Linked DNA regions of Sus scrofa: regions 2 and 3 are each linked to region 1. A link is a contact called in public HiChIP or PLAC-seq data. All regions are on one chromosome and are shown on one strand. Each heading gives the region's core, a stretch centred on a gene start, on an enhancer-like site or on the middle of the called end of the contact. The rest is flanking DNA. Distances are from core to core; before and after follow the strand shown. Region 1 holds the start of SLC17A2 (sodium-dependent phosphate transport protein 3). Region 2 holds the start of CARMIL1 (F-actin-uncapping protein LRRC16A). Region 3 has its middle 20 kb from the start of CARMIL1.

Evidence for each region. HiChIP or PLAC-seq counts read pairs in DNA pulled down with a chosen protein or histone mark.
Region 2: an H3K27ac HiChIP or PLAC-seq map of alveolar macrophages shows a contact between it and region 1. The contact joins the promoter of CARMIL1 here to the promoter of SLC17A2 in region 1. A contact is called at or near these places in 3 of 47 Hi-C or Micro-C datasets (alveolar macrophages, embryonic fibroblasts and mesenteric adipose tissue) and 1 of 2 datasets of contacts at active chromatin or transcription factors (alveolar macrophages).
Region 3: an H3K27ac HiChIP or PLAC-seq map of alveolar macrophages shows a contact between it and region 1. The contact joins the enhancer-like site here to the promoter of SLC17A2 in region 1. A contact is called at or near these places in 14 of 47 Hi-C or Micro-C datasets (alveolar macrophages, blood, brain and 9 more) and 1 of 2 datasets of contacts at active chromatin or transcription factors (alveolar macrophages).

What each region holds. Positions count from the first base shown.
Region 1 is chr7:20,662,159-20,664,858 of Sscrofa11.1, reverse strand. It overlaps SLC17A2 (sodium-dependent phosphate transport protein 3), which reads left to right and starts at 1,361. Exons shown (of 21, transcript XR_002345599.1): 1 at 1,361-1,578. The region is part of intron 1 of LOC110261475 (a long non-coding RNA gene); the gene reads right to left.
Region 2 is chr7:20,035,172-20,037,882 of Sscrofa11.1, reverse strand. CARMIL1 (F-actin-uncapping protein LRRC16A) reads right to left here and starts at 1,453. Exons shown (of 37, transcript XM_013977486.2): 1 at 1,039-1,453. The coding sequence starts at 1,438.
Region 3 is chr7:20,015,085-20,017,784 of Sscrofa11.1, reverse strand. No RefSeq gene overlaps it. Among named protein-coding and RNA genes, the nearest start is that of CARMIL1, 20 kb to the left of the region's middle. Within about 2 kb of position 1,349, at least 4 of the 83 cell types and tissues checked have an H3K27ac peak or open chromatin away from gene starts, as enhancers often do. A contact at or near this core is called in alveolar macrophages, where this site is marked.

The DNA.
Region 1 (2,700 bases), core at 112-2,611:
TTTGCCTGTGTGATTGACTTCAGGATTTTTTTTTTTTTTTTTTTTTTTTGTCTTTTTGCTATTTCTTGGGCCGCTCCCACGGCATATGGAGGTTCCCAGGCTAGGGGTCTAATTGGAGCTGTAGCTGCCGGCCTACGCCTGAGCCACAGCAACGCAGGATCTGAGCCGCATCTGCGACCTACACCACAGCTCAAGGCAACGCCGGATCGTTAACCCACTGAGCAAGGGCAGGGATCGAACCCGCAACCTCATGGTTCCTAGTCGGATTCGTTAACCACTGAGCCACGACAGGAACTCCTGACTTCAGGATTTTGAGACAAGAAAGCTATCCTAGATTTTCCAAATGATCCCAATATAATTATAGAAAGTTCTTAGGGAGGTAGGAGTGCCAGAGTTAGAAAGATTTGAAAATGTTATACTGCTGCCTCTAAAGATGGAGGAAGCAGCCATGAGCCAAGGAAGGCAGGTGACCTCAAGAAGTTAGAAAAGGTAGAGAAATAAACTCTCTCCTAAGCCTCCAGAGAGAGTGTAGCCCTACGACATCTTGATTTTGGACCCAGTGAAATCCATTTTGGACATCTGACCTCCAGAACTGTAAATACGTGTTGTTTTAAGTCACTAAGTTTGTGGTAATTGATTACAGCAGCAGAGCCCTAATACAGGGGAACCAAGTAGCAAAATTCCAGTAGGTTCCTTGTGGGAGTGTGGCGAGACTAACTCAGGCAAGGAAAATCAACTAAGGCAATTTGAAGCTAATAAAAGCAGAAAGAGCAAGACTTCATTTTATAAGGGTTGAGAATCAAGCTGGGAAGACCCAGTAGCAGCCACAGTCCAAAATTTAAGAATCACAAATTAAGAACAAGTCCAAATATCAAGATTCGAGCCGAGACTGGATTAGAAAGAGCACAGATATGAAACAGGAAGGAAGCCTGCAGGGTAGCTTCATGGGAAGATATCAGAGTGGTCAAAGTTCACATTTATTAAGCTGTGGGCCCCAAGTGCTTAAAGAAAACCTAGCTGATTTAACAATATTCTTTAATGGGAACATCTCATTTATTGAGGACCTACTACCAGTTAGCATATGTATTTCATTTAACTTGCCCAATATCCCCATGAGTTGAGCATTATAACCCTTGCTTTACTTATGGAGAAACCAACTCAAAAGAGCTTAAATGACTTGTCCAAGGAGACAGAAAACACTAGGAAGTGAAGATGGGGTTGACTTCTCTCCAGTTCCAGGAGCCCTGCTCTTTCTTCCATGCCTGCTCGCTCTTTCAGGAAAAAGGCTTGTTGACATTTTAAGCTGTATGCAGAGTTCAAAGCAGCAAAACATAGTGTCATCTTTTGAGATACTCATTCTATCAGTGAGAACTTAAAATGAAGTTAAAAATTAAGCAGCAAAACCAAACCCAGACTCTCTGCTCTGAGGATGTAGGGCTAAACCTGCCTGCCATGTGACGCATTATTTATCCTTGTGAAATTGTGGAATTATTTGAAAGTGAAGAAGGGATGAAAACTCTTTCTTTCTTCAAGGTAGCCTTATAGTCTAGGTCTTACAATACTGGTTTAATGGTGAAGGTAAGTGCATTTCTTCTTTTTGGGTTGGAGGATAATTACTAATCAATCAGAGCTCCATTAAGGGGAGAGAAGAATTTGAGGGGAAGTCAGAGGAAAAAAACATTATCAGCAGCCTAAGGGTCTCCATCTGCTAATCGTTTCATTGCTAAGTGAAGAGACTTTCTAAAAAAAAGTAATCAATTCAATCAGGACCCTAGAGCAAGGCTTGAAAGGCTACTGGTGACAGTGAACTCTGAACAATGGTCACGTCTCCAAGGATTCTGTGAGTATTAATTGTGACACCTCCATGAATTGGAGAAGCTTTGGCTGTGGAACAAAATACTGGATCAGAACTAACAAGGTTTGGGATTGGAGATTGTGACTCAGGAGCCTTTTCAGATTTCTGTGTGTAGTTGAAATTGTCTCTCAGAAAAAGGAAAATATGAGCAAAGTTGTGAATAATATTTAAGGCAAGAAAACTTGTGTACTTGTAGGGATGACCTGGTCTGTTGCCCTCCTTGTACAACGGAGGAAAGGTGCCCAAACAGATTATGATTAGTGCCTGTTAGTTCTATGGTGGGAAGCCCTGTGGTAGGCGAGGAAGATCCAGGGAAGGTGCCCTCTCTCAACCTGCCCAGAGAAAAATCCCAATTCCATAGCATAGATAGACTCACACAGGCCTGGAAGACACAGCCTGAGCTTGTTGCTTGGAGGAAAGAAGAGCAGACACCCCTGCTTATCTCCTGGGGAGAGGAGCTGTGAGTCTCCTGTGGGCAGGGCCCCAGGTGCACCTTAATTTTGACATAATCCTGCCTTGTAGGATCACCCACTCTTGGTGCTTAGTACATTTCTTTTTTTCATGATTAATTAATTCATATGAATTGATAGCATGATGTAAATGATCTCTGGAACAACTAGTTTTATTCCAGAATTACCAGTCTCTCAGATAAACATGATAAAATGGGCCTCGGTTTTACTAACCTGGAAGAAATGACTTCTTCCCATGTTGTCTGGTGTTTGTAGTGAGATGCATCCCTTCATTATCCATCTTCTGGATTCTAGTCCAGAAGAACCCACTTTTAAAAGAAAATGTTTAAAAACAACTTTGTAAAGCAAAAGCATTTTTGTGGAAAGACAGGTCAT
Region 2 (2,711 bases), core at 204-2,703, 630 kb after region 1:
CGCCAGCCTCCCAGTGCGGCGCGTTCCTAGACTTCCCGAGTTGGGGGCACTGGGCTGGGCGCAGTAAAGGATTCTGCTCGCTTCCAGAACTCCCCAGACCCAGCAGCCCGCCCCCTTCTTCCGCCAGCCTAGACCCCCCCCACCCCCGAAGGTTGCGGCGGGAGGAGGCGCCGGGGGGCTCCGAGCCGACCCGCGGAGTGCGCTCGCGGGGCTCCCCATTCCTCCCCACGCCGGCCCTCTCCGGACTCGGCTTTTCCGGCGGTTGGATGGGAGCAAACTTCCCGGCGCCCCCCAGCGACCCTGTCCGACTCCACTCGGACCCCAGGGGCGCCGGGACTCGGCAGGACGTGCGGGAAGGCAGAGGTGGGAAGGGAGGTGGAGGTGATGGGGGCGCAGCGGCAAAAGGAAAATCAACAACCGCGCGACTCTTACCTATCAACTCCCCGGGCACCTCGGAGCTCTCCTCGGTCATGGTGGCCCTCTAGGTGCGGGGGGTGCTGCAGATCCAACTCTGATTTACGGCCCCCCGCCCTCCCCCCGAGCCCCTCAATTTCTTAGAGGCAAATGCAGCGTGCAAATAGGAATAAGCAAGAAAGCGGGGGCGGAGATAGAATTCTGCCGCGTCCCCAAGCCCCACAAAAAAAAAAAAAAAAAAAAAAGAGTTACAAAATCCAAGGTGGGTTTACGGTTGCTGCTACATGACGCCTCCTTGCAGTTCCCGGCGGCGGAACGGAGACCCCAGCTGGATTGGGAGCGGGCGCGGGGCCGCTGCGGCGCTGGCTCGGGCTCCCGGCTCGTGGCTCCCGGCTGGCGGCGGCACTGCTCCGGCCACTGGCAGCTCCCGCCCGGTCCCGGCGCCGCACCTACGGCCCTAGGTGAAAGCGGAAGGCGTGGGGAGAGGCGGGGAGAGCGGCGCGGGGCGGGGGACCAGGGTTTCCTCGCGCTCCTGCCGGGCTCCGGCGAGGCGGGGGCAGCTCCGGCGCTCCTCCTCCTTCTTTTCCTCCTCCTCCTTCTCCTCCTCCTGCGTTTCCTCCTCACCTCGCGAGACCCGACCTCCGCCAGCGTCCCAGGCCGGCCTCCGGCGCCCGGGCACACGTTCCCCGGCGCGGGGCGCACAGCCCGGAGGCACGCGGCGCCGGCCTGTGGCGGCGGGCACGGCGCCCCTCCTAGCAGCCTCCCTCCCGAACCGCCGAAGCCTGGTGCATGGAGAGGGGGCGAAGGAGAGGCGAGAAGCCCTGGAGCCATCTGCTGGCTGCTGGGGAGGACAGCGGGGTGGGCCTGGGCTTCCCGATCCCGCATCCCCGCGGGCCGAGGGCGCCAGGGGTTGGGAAGCTGCAGACCCGCGCAGATTCCGCAGACCCATCTGCAGGGAAACCGCCTCTTTCTGGGACCCCTCTACGCCCTTTCCTTTTTCAGCCCTCCTGTGACATGTTGGCATTTCCTCAACGTTATTAATTTTCCATTTCGGGGAGCGGGAGCTAGACGAACCCTGTAAACACTAACCATATGGTGAGAAAACACTTTTTGTGTGTGCTCCGCGGGCGCGCCGCCGCCGGTTGCCATCTCAGACATTCCAAATGGGAGAGCGCCCGGAAAATGCCTTTCACTCGCTGCGGAACCTCTTTTAACCCCGGGGCATAATGGGGCAGCTGAGCGTTATTCTCAAACCCCGGAATAAGCCTGCTGATAGGTCTGATCCTGCCCGGCCCAGCTCCCTCCAGCTTTCCCTGGGCCCCACCCCCGGAGGAACAACTTAAGGGCAGGAATCACTGGAGCGCCGCAATTGCTGCCTTACTGCCTGACGGCTGGGAATGCCTGTGGAATCTGGTTGTTTTTACAGGACAGAAGGAGAGGAGAGAGAAAAGCAAAGGGCATCCCTACGCTTTGATTGATAATCTAGTTTTAAACACTGCCGTCGACCTTGGATCCCCAAGAATAATCTTCAGCCTCTCAGCAAGGTGTTCCCAATGAAGCATTTACCTATCTGGTCCCTCCCCACCCTTCTAACCTCTCCCACTCCGCATGCTTAACAACCGGGCACTCCAAAACTGTTTTGCCATTTGCTTTTCTCTTCCTTTTAAGATTATCTGATTCTTATCTGTGTTTTTGATTCCAGCCCAATGTGTACCTTCTTTGGAGAAGATTCTCCAGAGTTTTTCAGATGACTATGATCCCTTTATTCAAAACCACTAGAGTCTATTGCCTGTAACACTGCTTTCTAAGCTCAGCCACACAGCGCCTTGTTTAATTACTCGTATATTTCTCTAGTTTTACTATTCAACACTTGCATCGCTCCCTGAGTTTGGGTTTGTCTGCCCAACTAGACCCTAGGTGATTTATTTTTATTTTTTAATAACCGCACCTACTGGCATATGGAAGTTCCCCGGCCAGGAATTGATTCCGAGAAGCAGCTGCGACCTACCCTGAAGCTGTGGCAGAGCCAGATCCTTTAACCCACTGCTCCAGGGCCTGATCCATCTGCCGCCTTGCGTGGGGTGGGGTGGAATGGCGCCTCAGCAGACAGATTCTTAACCACCTTGGGAACTCTGTGTCACTGTGGGAACTCTGACTGGAGGCCATTTAAGGGATGTTATCTCAGATTTTTGAACCTCCTCAGCAAACTTGTGCCAAATATATGTTCAATAAAGATTTGTTAACTGATTGGTCTTAGAGCTTTGGACCTCAGACTCCCTACTATTTCTCAAATGTTG
Region 3 (2,700 bases), core at 100-2,599, 650 kb after region 1:
AATAGAAGCACAGAGGATTTTTAGGCAGTGGTGATACTATAATGGGAGATACATTTCATTGTGTATTTGTCCAAACCCTTAGATGTTACAACAGCAAAATGAACCCCACTGTAAACTATAGACTTTGAGTGAATGAGTTGTCCACGTAAGTTCATCAGTTATAGCATATTACCACTCCGGTGCTGGATGTTGGTATGGGTTGTGAATGTATAGGGGCAGGGAATATATGGGAAAGCTCTGTGCCTTCCACTTAATTTTCTCTGTGAACCTAAAACTGCTCTAAAAAATTGTCTGCTTTAAAAGAAGAAGACTATCAACATTAATAGCTGCCACTTAGAAGTTCCCGTCATGGCTCAGTGGTAGTGAACCCACTAGTAACCATGAGGATGGGGGTTCCATCCCTAGCCTCACCCAGAGGGTTAAGGATCTTGAATTGCCATGAGCCTGAGCTTGATGTAGGTTAGTAGCTACAGCTCCAATTCAACCCCTAGCCTGGGAAATTCTATATGCAGCAAGTACATATGAAAGACAAAAATAAAATAAAAACAAACAAACAAAAAAAAGCTACCACTTAAAAAGCCCTTGACATATTTCATCAGCACTATTTATAATCTATTTTTCCTTTGTTCAATTTCATCCCATGAATTTTTGTAAAAATGAGAATATTGTTGCTTTGTTGTCATCAGTGCAGGTGGAGCTCTTCCCAAAAGAACAACCTATCTGTGAGACATCACTTTTTGTCGGTAGATGAAGTAGGGGATGTGTGGACAGCAAATGGAAATGCAGATTGCCACTTTGACTGAACTCTTGAGATTGTATGGAAATTATCTCTACCCCACAGCATCTTAATTATTTCCATATGGATGAATTCATTCAATAAACACCTCTAGGTGTTTCCGTTGTGGCGGAGCAGAAACAAATCTGACTAGTATCCATGAGAATGTGGGTTCCATCCCCGGACTTGCTCAGTGGGTCGGGGATCTGGCTTTCCTATGAGCTATGGTGTAGATGTGGCTCGGATCCCAAGGTGCTGTGACTGTGGCATAGGCTGGCATCTGTAGCTCCAGTTTGATCCCTATCCTGGGAACTTCCATATGCTGAGGGTGTGGCCCTATTAAAAAAAACAAACACCTCTACTTGCATTATCTGGATTAGCTCTAGAAACAGGGTCCCAGTTTGGGGAACCTCTGTTGTTTCAGCAGTTCTCAAAAGCATATGAAAGTGTCCCCTCCTACACACCCCTCAACCCCCACTTCATTTGCCAGTTTTTCTCCCCCACATCTTTTCTAGAAGTGAAGTAAGCTGACTCTGAGGCTTTTAAATTCTGAGTCATTCTAGAGGTCAGGAGGTCTTGAAACAATTGTCTCCTTTGTCCATGAAACAATAAGCTAAAGTCACACTGTTCATTCTCTGTTGGCTATCTAGGTAGGAAGTCCATTAGCAAGCCAAATACCCCTCTGATAACTAGGAAATTTACAAATAATTCACACTTTGAGTCAGCACAACTGGGGAGTTAATCAGACAACCAAGATACTCTAAAAGTAACTTGTGAGAAAAGCAGAATTTAAAAAGTCTGCCCAATTTCTGGCTTTTTTTTTCAGATGATTACCTTAAGTGTGCATTGCTAGCTGAATATAAATATTTTTAGTTGCTATGATCTTTTTCTCTGTTAATATTATTATTGCTCTATGAAGAAGTACCTCTTTTAACTGATTTTATTCCTATTTTGGCAAATTGAGCTTTTGTCAGGTGGCATGAGAACACTATCGATCATACTGAACAAAAACATTTATGAGTCCTTCCTTCACGCTGAGCAATTTAAATGTATTTTCTCATTTAATCCTCAAGACAATTTTTATTTTCTCCAATATTCAGAGAGGGAAACTTCTCTCCAGAGAGGATAAATGACTGTCCCAAGGTCATACATCAACCATGGAGTAGCTCTGATTAACAGGTTGGGTTAAAAATGTTTTGCTATTTCCATTTATTCCTAAAGCCAATATGATGCTTTAAAACCTGACTACTACTGCCATCTGCTGGTGGATACATGAGTTGCTCTTGCTCAGACTGCCCTACAGGCACAAGGGATTCTGACCCACATCAGGGGCATCATGCTGGCGTCTAGAACCATCCCTGACTCACAGCAGACACTCGAAATTTGTGAAACAAATCTCTGGGAGATCCAAGGAGAATTTTTGTTGGTAAAATTTCTCAAGTTAATCTTTATTTTAACTCTGCAAATAACCAAATCCAGAAAGAATATGGAGGCTACCTCCCCAGAAGACAATGAATGATACTGGGGTAGACTGTTTACTCCATCAACTGTGCCACCTCTGCATTCATATACACACTCTACATCTCATTGCTTTAGCTTAGTTTATATCAGAGCTGACTCTCGGTGACCTAGTTGAGTCTCACTCTAATGTTTACTTCTAGCTCCTCCATTTATACTATAGAGGCTTCAGAAAGAATCTTAATTTTAGCACCTAAAAAGACCTAAGAAATCCTGGTTAGTGTTTCTCAAATCCTGTTTCAAAAGATGATGATAAAAGAGTGTTTCACAAAATCATTGACTTGGAGAACAGACCTGTGGTTGTCAAGGGGGAAGGGAGGGTAGTGGGATGGATTGGGAGTTTGGGGTTAGTAGATGCAAACTATTGCATTTGGAGTGGATAAGCAATGAGGTCATGCTTTATAGCA